3 separate regions of the Gossypium arboreum genome follow, and all the other regions are linked to region 3. A link is a contact called in public Hi-C data. All regions are on one chromosome and are shown on one strand. Each heading gives the region's core, a stretch centred on a gene start, on an enhancer-like site or on the middle of the called end of the contact. The rest is flanking DNA. Distances are from core to core; before and after follow the strand shown.

The links. A called contact is a pair of places that touch in the nucleus more often than the background predicts.
Region 1: a Hi-C map of leaf shows a contact between it and region 3, with 2.9 times the contacts expected there. The contact joins the enhancer-like site here to the promoter of LOC108489097 in region 3. A contact is called at or near these places in 2 of 5 Hi-C or Micro-C datasets (both in leaf).
Region 2: a Hi-C map of leaf shows a contact between it and region 3, with 2.2 times the contacts expected there. The contact joins the promoter of LOC108486906 here to the promoter of LOC108489097 in region 3.

The regions. Positions count from the first base shown.
Region 1 is chr10:36,314,059-36,318,025 of ASM2569848v2, reverse strand. It overlaps the pseudogene LOC108486905. Among protein-coding and RNA genes, the nearest start is that of LOC108486907, 49 kb to the right of the region's middle. Within about 2 kb of position 2,670, at least 2 of the 2 cell types and tissues checked have an H3K27ac peak or open chromatin away from gene starts, as enhancers often do. A contact at or near this core is called in leaf, where this site is marked.
Region 2 is chr10:36,258,498-36,263,070 of ASM2569848v2, reverse strand. LOC108486906 (endochitinase EP3-like) reads right to left here and starts at 2,015. Exons shown (of 2, transcript XM_017791069.2): 1 at 1,532-2,015; 2 at 856-1,437. The coding sequence starts at 1,949. The coding sequence ends at 1,034.
Region 3 is chr10:36,479,132-36,483,322 of ASM2569848v2, reverse strand. It overlaps LOC108489097 (transcription initiation factor TFIID subunit 1), which reads right to left and starts at 1,987. Exons shown (of 21, transcript XM_017793376.2): 1 at 1,676-1,987; 2 at 1,468-1,586; 3 at 336-398; 4 at 103-148. The coding sequence starts at 1,697.

The sequences.
Region 1 (3,967 bases), core at 1,421-3,920, 170 kb after region 3:
ACGGATGGGGGTAAGATTTGTTCTGATATGTTATGACATTTTGATATGGTATATGTTTCTGAAAATATGACATTTTAATCTAGTATATGTTTCTAGAAATATGACATTTTGATTTGACATATGTTTCTGGTAATGTGTACACTATAAGTAAAATTTTGTGCTGGTATTTACATTTGTGTATGTTATAAGTAAAAATTCTGTTTGTGGGTCGAGTGTCACATTGGGCTTCTAACTCACTCGTTTGTTTAATATGTTTCAGGTAATCTTCCGACTTAAGACCGGACGACGTGTGGGAGTTTGGATTGTTTTCTCAATTAATTAAATACAGTGATTTACAATTAGTAATATTCTTGGACTTCTGGGATTGTAATTCATTTTTGGGCTTTGATTTAGTTTTTGCTTGATTGTCGGTTTGTGGTATTTTAACATGAAATTGCATAATCATACAATTTACCAAATTAAAATTCGGTTTTTAAAATTAAAACTCTAAAATTTCTATTGCGAAACTAAATAAATCATTAGGTGATTTTACTGTAAGTAAAATATGTAAGAGGTTTTGCCACACTTATATTTTCGAAACACTCATTGAAAAAAAAATTTAAACATGATCAAATTAAGATTTTTTTTGTGAAACGAATAAGTTCTGCGCATGAGCTTAGCTAAATTAAGATTTTAGATTACACGATTTTTAAGCTAGATTTTGAATTAGTTTTTCAAATGAGTTGATGTAACTCCACCAGATTCGGCCATAATGACTAGGTTGGGATTGGGGTGTTACACTCTCATAATTTTTTGTACTTTCTCATTTTTTTTGGTATTTCCTCAAGTTTTATGGTATTCTCTTATAATATTTAGTACTTCATCATATTTTTAGTATCCCCTCATGTTTTTTTTGGCATTCTCTCATATTTTTGGTACATCATCATATTTTTACGTCATCATATTATCGGTACATACTCATTTTTTTTTTTTACACTTCCTCAAGTTTTATGGTATTCTCTCATAATTGTTGGTACTTTCTAATATTTTTTTGTATTCCCTCATATTTTTATGCATCCTCATATATTTACATCCTCATAACTTTTGGGACTTCCTCATTTTTTTTGTATTCGCTCATAAATTTTGATACTTCTTTGTATTTTTTTGCACTCTATCATAATTTTTATATTGTTTGAAAGGAAAGTTTGATACGATATATAATTTTAAAGTAAATAAAAATATTATTTTTAAATATTAAGAAATTTCAATGAGATGTTATAAAGAAAAAAATTGTAACTGTGAAATTATAATTTTTAATACTAAAATTGGTACTAAAAATTCATATTTTATGATAATTTTTAAAAATACTAAAAATTAAATAAATGAAAAAGTTTTGAGACAAACAAAAATTGGTATCCTCTCGTGTTATTTGGTATTCTCTCATAATAGTACTTCCTCAAAATTTTTTGTACTTAGATTTTTTTGTTATTTTCTCATTATTTTTGGTAGTTCCTACTGTTTCATGTTTGTTTGGTGTTCTCACTTAATTTTTTTATACATAGATTTTTTGGTGCTTCCTTATATTTCTTTTTGTAATTTCTCATGGTGTTTCTTCATAATTTTTAGTACTTCTTCCGTCACGTATTTTCTTTTTTGGTTGTTCAAGTTCTTTTTGGTACTTTCTCAAATTTTCTAGTATTACCTCATAAGTTTTGTGGCTCCTTATGTTATTTTGTACTTTCTTTTAATTTTATATTCTCTCAATTTTTTGGTATTCTTTTTCATTTTTTAATATATCCTCAAAATGTTTTATATATTTTTGAAATGATGATTTGGTTGAGATATAATTTTGGAGTATAAAATATTAATTTTAAATATTAAGAAATTTAAATAGGATTATGTAACGAAAAAATTTAATAACTTTTAAATTATTATTTTTCATGCTAAATTTTGTAAGGAAAAAATATTTGAGGATAATTTTTTAAAATATTAAAAATTAAATAACTGAAACAAATTTAGTAAGAAGAAACTTTTTGTTTTTCCTTGGTGGGGAATATAAAAAAAAATGATAAGAGACTACTAAATATTGGTTGGTCTAATAAATTTTGTTTTATTATTTTTAAAATTTTAAATGTTATTAGTATGCGAAATATTTGTCTGATATAATTCAAAATTTTATTTTGAAAGCATACTAGAAATTTTAATAGCATTCCAAAAATTACGAGAAAATAGTACGAAAGCATAGCAGAAAATTTAATGGCAAGGCTTATGAGAGAACACTAAAAATTATGAATGAAGGGCAACCCAAAATTAGGAGGGAGTAAGAAAAATGATGGTCCACCTTACTTTAACTAAACCACTTATTAACTTAAAAGCCTTATCCATCTATCAAGTAAAAAGAAAATTGTTTGTCTATATTAAGAAAAAAGGACGCATATTTCCCTTTATTTTATTCTATAGCAGGTCTGGGAAAATCATAAGCTACTCAACAGCATCAGTAGCCTTCAAGCCCCTACTTTTTCGTATTATACTGCTAGAAAAACAGCTGAAAACATCGCTGAAACTCTAACAAGACACATTGGGTCCTGGATCAACCCCAAATCGTTTACAATAATCGGTGTAAAACTGAATTCGATGCTGAGCTCTGTCTTTTGCAGCTGTAACACCACATTCAACCCTGCCATTGATGGCTTTGATGGTTTCTCCGAACCCTCGGCCGATGACGGGGCGGACAGCGGCCATCCAGTACCATAATGAACCCTTAAATGAGACAACAGGATCATTGGCCACCATTTCAGGATTTTTCAATAAGTCCAGCGTCAAAGCATTCCCTGCTTTCCCGTAGTTATAATTCCATCAAAGCTGGAGCGGTCCTCGACCATAGTAGGACTTCCCTGGTGCACATGGGAACTCTGGCTTGGTGGTGTCACAGTGGCTATCACTTTTATCCTGTTCTTCTGTATGGCAAAAGACTGCAAAAATAGGAATATATACAAATACAGCAGATTTAGGACTATATAATTGGCTTTGAATCTGTGGTTTAGTTCACTTCAAAGGAAAAAGAGCTTTACATTCAGTCTCATGGGTGGCATGGGCAAAGAAAGCAGCAATCTCACGCTTGGATTCAACATCAGAACCCATTTTTCCAAAATCGGGAAAGGAATCAAGTGCAGTCAGGAAAGTTTATCGTGTATAGAATTTCTTGCCTGCACAATCTGCACGAGCTTGGCTGATTATCCCGTTGAAGAACTGAGGTGAAATAATGGAGGCAACTGAAGCACCAGTGGAAGACTTGGAGAAACAAGGGCCTTCTTTGCAACCAGTGCCACAGTAATCGTTACCCTGACCGCAATAACCATGTTGACTGCAACACAAGTTTGGCGCACAACCACAGTTTTGAGCCAACACGGTTTGGGTTATAGCTGAAGCAACTACTAGTCCTACGAGAACAGATGTTAGTAGCTTTTTTCCCATAGCTAAGGACTTCATTTTCAAAGGATGAGAGGGAAGTTTGATGTGAGCAGAGGGATTGAGGCAGTGGAGATATTTATAGGGTAATGTTTTCCAATATCGTACTGACTAGGGGTCTATGTGATCAAAGTTATTGGACTTTTCTACCATAGCCTGGTGCGACTTGTTTACGAGGAAACTTCCACTTTGATAAAATTGATATTTGATGCATGTCTACATCATAAATATAGTTCTATTAAATTACATTAACCTGAAAAATATTATATAAATATATTTATAAAAAATTTATATAAAAACTAAATTAATTATTGGTTGGAATAGCAAAATTGAAACATTGAAAATCTTAATATTCTAGGTTGAAGTCCATCATTGACATATTTATTATAGGTTTAAATTGTTTTATAAGGTTTTATATAAAATGAAAATAATTTAATAATAATATTTGTTACTTTTAAAGGATATTTTAGTTAATTTTCAATTGAGTTGGTGTTTAAATAACTCGTAATAGTAATACACT
Region 2 (4,573 bases), core at 766-3,265, 220 kb after region 3:
ATTTTTGGTAGTTCGTAATGTTTTTTTTTGGTGAATCTTTTATTTTTGGGTTTTTCCTCATAATTATTGGAGTACTAAAAACACGAGAGAATATTAAAAAATATGATGTGAGTATCAAAAATATGATGAAGTACCAAAATTATAAGAGACTACCAAATATTGATTCTTCTTATAAAATTTACTTTATTTTTTAATTTTTATTTTATAGTATATATAAAACAAATTTTATTATTATGCAAAAATATTTCTTTTATATCAAAATTGATTTTTCAAGTCAACATTTTATTTTGAAAGCATACTAAAAATTCTAATGGCATGGCTTACGAGAAAATACTAAAATTATGGGAAAATACTAAAATTATGAGGGATTATTAATAATTATTAAAAATTATGTTAGAAATTATGAATAAATAACAAAAATATGAGAGAATATAAAAATGATGGAATTTGTTTTTCATATTTTTTAAGGTAATTCATTTACAAATACAAGAAAACTTATGAAAAGCTGTAATGAGTTATTTGTATAACTTTTCAAGAGTCCTTTCAGATGGGCAGTATATTTATCTATAATAAATTGTAAAAGTAACGATAACAATAAAATTAAATATTATAATAATATTGTAGACCTAAAAAACTAAATTTACTGCAATGAAAATAAAAACCCATATAAAGCGGCCCCAGATCTAATTACTAAATGCGTGTTGAAATTTTACTTTAACTAAACCAATTATTAACTTAGAAACATTATCTATCTATCAAGTAAAAGAAAATTGTTTGTCGATTTTATTACATTGCTATATTATTTATATTTAATTTAAGTATATTAAGAAAAAAGGACGCATAGTAGGGCAAATGTATAAAAAAACACATAAATTTCCCTTTATTTTATTCTATAGCAGGTCTCTTAAAATGGAACCCTACAGTAAATTTATTCTGGGAAAACCAAATGCTACTCAACAGCATCAGTAGCCTTTAATCCCCTAATTGTTCATATTATACTGCTTGAAAAACAGCTGAAAATATCGCTAAAACTCTAACAAGACAGACTGGGTCCAGGATCAACCCCCAATTGTTTACAATAATCGGTGTAAAACCGAATTCGACGCTGAACTTTGTCTTGTGCAGCTGGAACACCACATTCAAGCCTGCCATTGATGGCTTTGATGGTTGCTCCGAACCCTTGGCCGATGACGGGGCGGACAGCGGTCATCCAGTACCATAATGAACCCTTAAATGAGACAACAGGATCATTGGCCACCATTTCAGGATTTTTCAATAAGTCCAGCTTCAAAGCATTCCCTGCGTTCCCGTAGTTAGTATTCCCTGTAAGCTGAAGCGGTCCTCGACCGTGGTAGGACTTCCCTGGTGCACATGGGAACTTTGGATTGGCTTCACAGTAGCTATTACTTTTATCCTGCTCTTCTGTATAGCAAAAGACTGCAAATATAGGAATATATGCAAAGACATCAGATTTAAGACTATATAATGAGCTTCGAATCCGTGGTTTAGTTCAAAGGAAAAAGAGCTTTACATTCAGTCTCATGGGTGGCATGGGCGAAGAATGCAGCAATCTCACGCTTGGATTCAACATCAGAACCCAATTTTCCGAAATCGGGAAAGGAATCAAGTGCAGTCAGGAAAGCTTGTCGTGTATAGAATTTCTTGCCTGCACAATCCGCACGAGCTTGGTTGATTATCCCGTTGAAGAACTGAGGTGAAACAATGGAGGCAACTGAAGCACCAGTGGGAGACTTGGAGAAACAAGGGCCTTCTTTGCAACCAGTGCCACAGTAATCGTTACCCTGACCGCAATAACCATGTTGACTGCAACACAAGTTTGGCGCACAGCCACAGTTTTGAGCCAACACGGTTTGGGTAATAGCTGAAGCAACTACTAGTCCTACGAGAACAGATGTTAGTAGCTTTTTTCCCATAGCTAAGGACTCCATTTCCCAAGGATGAGAGGGAAGTTTGATGTGAGCAGAGGGATTGAGGCAGTGGAGATATTTATAGGGTAATGTTTTCCAATATCGTATTGACTACGGGTCTATGTGACCTAAGTTATTGGACTTTTCTACCATAGCCTGGTGCGACGTGTTTAGGAGGAAGCTTCCACTTTGATAAGATTGTTATGAAATTGGATTGAGTCTGGGTTTTGTTTGTTTGTTTTAACATTATTTTTATCTATTATTTTTATTCTTTTAAATAAAATTTATATTTGATGCATATCTACATCATAAATATAGCTCTATTAAATTATAGCTCTATTAAATTATCCTCTATTAAATTATAGCTCTATTAAATTATCCTAACTTAGAATGTAAGTGAAAAATTTATATATATATATATATATATATATATATATATATATATATATATATATTTATAAAAATAAATCAGCCATCGGTTGAAATAGTAAAATTGATAAATTTAAACAAGAAATTTCATTTTTTAATGTTTTAAAATTTCCAAAATAAATTAACTTATTTGAATAAAATTACTAGAAATTTTCAAAATTTTATAAAATTTTTCAAAAGGTCCTATTTTTCAGAATTTGTTAAAATTTTATTTCATTTATATACCCATACAAAATAAAAAAAGTCAAACTTCAAAATATTATTTTATTTCATTTTAATATATGTTTTCTTATTTATATTATTTAAATACTTATATATTTTCATAAATACAATAATTTTGCATTGCTTTTTTCAAAAAAAAATTTGTTATAGAATATTTCAGAAACCCGAAATTCGACCCAATCACATGAAGCCCGACCCATCTCGCGAGCCAGCCATGGTGCCTTGCCATCTTGCAAGTCCATCGTCACTTCGCGAGGCCCATCTTGCGTCCATCGCCACTTCGTGAGCTCTCGCAAGCTAGTAGTTGCCTTCTCGCTTCGCAAGGCAATCTTTGCCACCTCGTACTATCTCGTGAGCCCACCTCGTAGGCCATCAAAGTGCCTCACCATCTTGTGAAGATGTCCTCACCAAGGCGTTACCATTTAGCCATTTTGTTGTTGTCATCTTGCCTCTCCACCTCGCGAGGTCACAAGCCACCCATCACAAACATCATGCAAAGTGTGATCATCTAACCACCTCACTGGAATAGACGCGTTTCGAAGTACGTGTTGAGCTACAGGGTGAACGTGTCATGCGCTTGGCACCTAGCGATCTCCTAACACGTCACATAAGTGGACCATGCCTTATAAATATGAAAGAGTTACTTCCAAGAGAGGGAGAACATGAGAGAACCTCAACAATATTATTTATTTTTAATATAATTATTATTATTTTACTCTTTTTTTAACTCATAAATTTTTAATAGTTTAATTTTTTCTAAAATAATTTATTCAAACAAAATAATCACAAATATTAACATTTTAAAATAGTACATTTTAAAATATCTTAATTTGAAATTTCTACAGAATTTCAAAATTCTATAATAAGTGAAACAAAAAAAAAATTTTAAGGATATATAAATTTTTAAGTTTACTTAATAATGAAGTGTCGTTGATTGAGTCTTAGCTCGATTGGTATCGGCATTGTTTCCAATGTAGGAGGACGTGGATTCGAGTGTGCTGAAGCGCATTATCTTCCTATTTAAGGTTTGGGGAGGGGTTACGAGTAGTTTAGGCATTGTATCAAAATGGGTAGATATGATAAGAACCTATGGTGTCGAAAAATTGGAACCTCATTTTCGTAAATTGAGTCCATAAAGGTAAAATGAGAGTATTTGCGGAGCTATTATGAAAATATATTGAAGATTAGTTAAGTAATTTAACCTAGAAAACTGTTAATTAAAGCTCAATGACTAAAATGTAAAAATCCAATTGCTATTGAATTTTAATTTAGAAAATGCTTGAGGACCTAATTAGCGATTATGCAAAGGACCAAAATGGTTATTAAACCATTATTTCTTATGTAATTGTGGGACTTGATGATGACATCCACTTAGTTTCTATAATTGCAATTACGAATATATATATTAGTTTTGTAAATTAATCATGATTAAACAAGTTAATGAAGCTTAATTAAATTAGTAAGACTATTATAAATAACAAACTTCAGTGGAAGATGAAAACATTTTCATCTGTTGAGTATGATTTATATTTCAGTCAAATTTGAGATTTATTTGTTTTAATCAAACTCTAATTAGTCTAGATTATTTTATTATTATTTGACCTAAGAATTTAGCCTATAAATAGGTTCTTTTACAGCCTTAGAAAACACACCTATTAGAGATTAGAACTCATAACACTTTTGGAGAATTTTGTATTTACGTTTTGAGGGTTCTTTGTTTTCGAGTTTCGGGATTTAGTTTTTTATCTCTGTCTTTTTTACTCTTCATTCTTTTGTCATTATAGTAAAATTATCTTTACTTGTGGTTTTTTATCCTCTTTGGAGGGGTTTTTCCACGTTAAATTTGTGTGTTCAATTTCTCAATTTATTCTGCTATTTTTACTTGTTCGTTGCTTAGTTGGGTCAATCCCAATAAGTGGTATTAGAGCTAGTTCAATTTTTGCAGATTAGCCCGTTCAGATGTGAAAACAACAAGGTTCAACATTGAGAAGTTC
Region 3 (4,191 bases), core at 738-3,237:
GGAGCCAGCATAAATAAAGCATGGTCAACAAGTTGAAGAAACAAACAAATTAACAGAACATCAAAAATGCATGAGATAGATTTCCCAGCCATACAACATCACCTTGGTCAGCGGCATCAGCTGGAGTGTGCGGTGATTTTTCTGACAACTGACAATCAAACAGTGTCATTAGCAAAACAAGCCCTCACTTAAAAATAATAATGAAACACTATAGAAGATAGCCTGCATTAGATTTATTTATTTATTTATTATAGCCTGCATTAGATTTATTTATTTATTTATTATGAATCATAGATTCTTAGGGGGAAGAGATAACCCATAATAGAACAACATACATCTATATCTGTAAGAGATGGACCCAGCTTGTCTGCTACCGCAGCGAGATGTTCCTTTGCATCCTGGAAGAAATAAAGTTTGTTATCTGTAATGAAGCTGCTAAGAAGAAAAAGATACTTAACAGGGGAAAAAACAGTACGAAAATGAAAATCCTCAGCCAAACATCAAACTAACAGCTTAAATAGACAGTGCAAGCCGAATTAGCATGTTATCTCTTGCAAGGTTTATCAGGTTCAGGAAGAGCTAAGAAGTATGAAGCGAAATCGTGGGTCCTTTAACAGAGACAAAGTCCTTCAGATCCAAAGGAAGCTAACCTCAAATAATTATTACATCATTTATAATTCCCATATATAATCCAGTGCCACAAGTTTTTTTTTTTTTGTTAGTTTAAATGTTAAATGATGTGTCAGTATCATTAGTGCTTTCGACTAATTTGCTTGGGTTCACTAGTCTGAATTTTATCCTAATTTAGTTACAGAACATTCTTTTCTATGGCCTTTATTTTACATGGCTTGAGTCTTGTAATTGAACTAGATGAGATTGGCGAGTTTATTTCTCCAAACTTGTAAGAGTTTCATTAACTTGATTCATATTTAATGGAGTTGATTTTGACAGGAATTTGCAGAACAAGCGAGTTTATAAAAAACATGGTTATTCTCTGTATTTAAATTACATTTAGCGATTCATCAAATCAAATGAACTTTTGCACACCATGCACTTCATTCTAAACTCAATTAGAAATAGTTCACTGCAGCATCAAGATGCTTCCGTTCCACCACTCTTCAGGTGCAAAATCCAAATTAATATAAGCCTAAATCCTAATTGCTCCTTAAACACTAAAATAAGTACATTTACTTCTCCAGCAAAAACAAAAAGAAGCATAAAAGGCAAACTGTTGCACTCTCCTTCCTCACATCAGCTTCATTTTATCCTATGCCCTCATCCAAACCCAGCTCCACCAAAAAGGCGAAGTGTTGCACATTCCAAACCCATCAAGAACTTGGGATTCCACATACTACTTAACATACAAAGTAAGCAAAGAACGAACTTTAAAGGCTTCATAAACGCATAAATTGCCAACAATTTAAGCTCCGAGAAGAAAAGGGGATCAAATTATAAAAGAAAACTTACGTCATCAAGATAATCAGCATCAAGATCACCGGAGTTATCGACATTTCCAAACATAAAACCCAGAAGCCGATTACTCCCACCAGCTTCCTCCTCGTATTCTTCTTCATCGTCATCTTCATCTGCTCAAAAGAATAAAAAACAAATGGGGCTTTACAATTCAATCCAAAGTAAAGGAAATGAAAGTGAAAAAATATGTGAAATTGAAGACCTGGGAAGCTAGAGTGACCCATATTTCTTTATTTCTGCAAATCGAAGAAAACTGAAGAAAACCCAGAACAATTTAACCTAACCTAAACCCATGAAGTTCTTTAAGGGCTTTGGGGATTGAACTGAGAGAGAAAAGAATTAGAGGAAAGAACAAAATTTCGGTTTGATGGTTAATAAAAGAGGGAAATTAACAGAAAAAAATTAAAATTAAAAAATATACATTTATCTGAATTTTTATAAAAAAATTGTGAAAATTTTATTTAAGTGCTGGAAAACGAGCGACAAATTAAACTGAAATTTGGTTGCAGAGGCCAGGGGTATATATAGAGGAGCTGTCGTCGAGTTCGATTTTTAGAATCTTAACGTAAATGGGCCAATTACCCACGTGTCTAATATCCGGTCCGACTTGAGATTTTTTAGCCTTTTTAACTGTTTTACGGCCCAATTTGATTCCTCGGAGTTTTTTTTTACTATCTTCATAATTCATTTCGGTTTTAATTTTAGGTTTTGGAGTTTATTTTAATAATATTATCTTTATTTTATAGTTTTTAAATATTGTTTTGTAAAATTTTTAAAATAAATTATAAATATTTCTTAAAATTCAAGTAAATAAAAATTAATCATAACTCTTATATATTATATTTCAAAAAATAATTTTATATAACACTTTTAAGTTAATTTTAATATAGAATCATCATTTTCACATCATACTAATTAAATAAAAATTAAATTAAATTAATTTTAGCAACCGTAATTTTAAATTTATATTCCAAATAATGTGATGGCTCGAATTGGTTTTTATTTCTTGCTTACCTTGAAATGAAGGGCGGTAGCAGAAACGTAGGTAGGGTTTATCCTCCCTAAAATGGTTTACTTTTTGAAATTTATAAAATTTTAAAATAGTACATGGTAATTTTATATTTTTCTCTGTAAAATAATAAAATTTTAGCTCATATAAAGATAAAATATATTAAATAGTGAAATTATATTTTAATTCTTATAAAATTATACATTATTTTCGGTTATTTCTTGATAAATTTTCTAACTTCGTCCTTGACTAAATTTTTAACTAATCATATTTATTTCAAAAATAATAGATTTATTATTATTATTGATTTGAGGATGAGTTTGAATTATTAAACGAATTGAATTTGAGTAGTGTAATACTTTACTTAAGTTGCATGTAAGTTAAACTTTTGGATGGTGAATTACCTCTAATAAGATAATTTAAACCTTTAAATCGATTTCATAAGCCTTCTCGATGAAATTTTGAATGCACAAATCCTTTTTCTTCACCCTTTGATATAAATTTTATTTAATTTGTGACATTATTTTTCATATATATATATATATATAATAATTTTAATTTAATACTTATATTTAAACACTTTATTGTATCGATATTATTATTAATTGAGTCGTCAACTTAATTATAAAATTATAGAAGTATTTTTTCTTTTAAACTATAATTAATTTATTATTATGATATTTTTATCTTTTCATATTTTATATCGTATTTAAATAAAATAATTTAAAACTATAAATCTAAGGATCAAACACATATTCAATAGTATTACAGTACAAGTTCATTATTGCTCTACCTATATTTAATATCGAATAAATTTCAAAAGAAAATCTTTGTAACATAAAAAAATTATTATATATATGAATAATATTTAGTACATTTGTCAAGAAAGTTTTTAGACTCCACAAGTAAAGGTCGGGATTGACAAGTGTCCTTTAAGGGTATAGTAAAATATATTTTTACAAAAGACACGTGGCAATTTTTTAAAACTACTTATAAAAGAAAAAAAATACATTGCTAGTGTACCAAATATCACCCCTTATATAATGAAAAATATTTGATATACCATCAATGGAGTTTTTGAAATTCCACAAGTGAGTTGAGGGTTTGAGAAGCGTATTATATGATGTAATAATAAAAAATAAAAAATTAATTATATAAATAAATATGACACTTGTCACACCCTCAATCCGCTTGTGGAGTTCAAAAATCTCTACTGGCGATGTATCAAATAATTATTCATATATAATACGCTTACTTTTTACTTTGTTTATATATTTATATTTAGGTTAAATTATGATGTTAGTCTCACATCTCAAAATTGGGTCTAGAAGTTTCGAGGGTAATTTTGGAATTGTAGCACGAAATCAGTTCGAAAATTTAGAATGTGATAACTCGAAAATATTTTCATCTATGGCTCTAAAAAATTTAAACCAATTTATGAAAATAGTGTGAAACAGGCTTTAAATTTTAAAAAGAATATTGTCCCATTTTCTCTGTCCATTAGAGAGAAAACTTCCTAAACTTCATCCTTCAATTTTTTATTTTCATTACTCCAATCTCTTGTTTTCTATCATCCTTCAAACCTTAAAACCCCTTTGAATTAAAAAAAAACACAGACCAGGAACACTATTAAATTCATTGATCTTTCCAGTGAGTTTTTTTGAATTTTCAATCAAACATTCGTTTCCCCCTCAATCAAGGTAATGTCT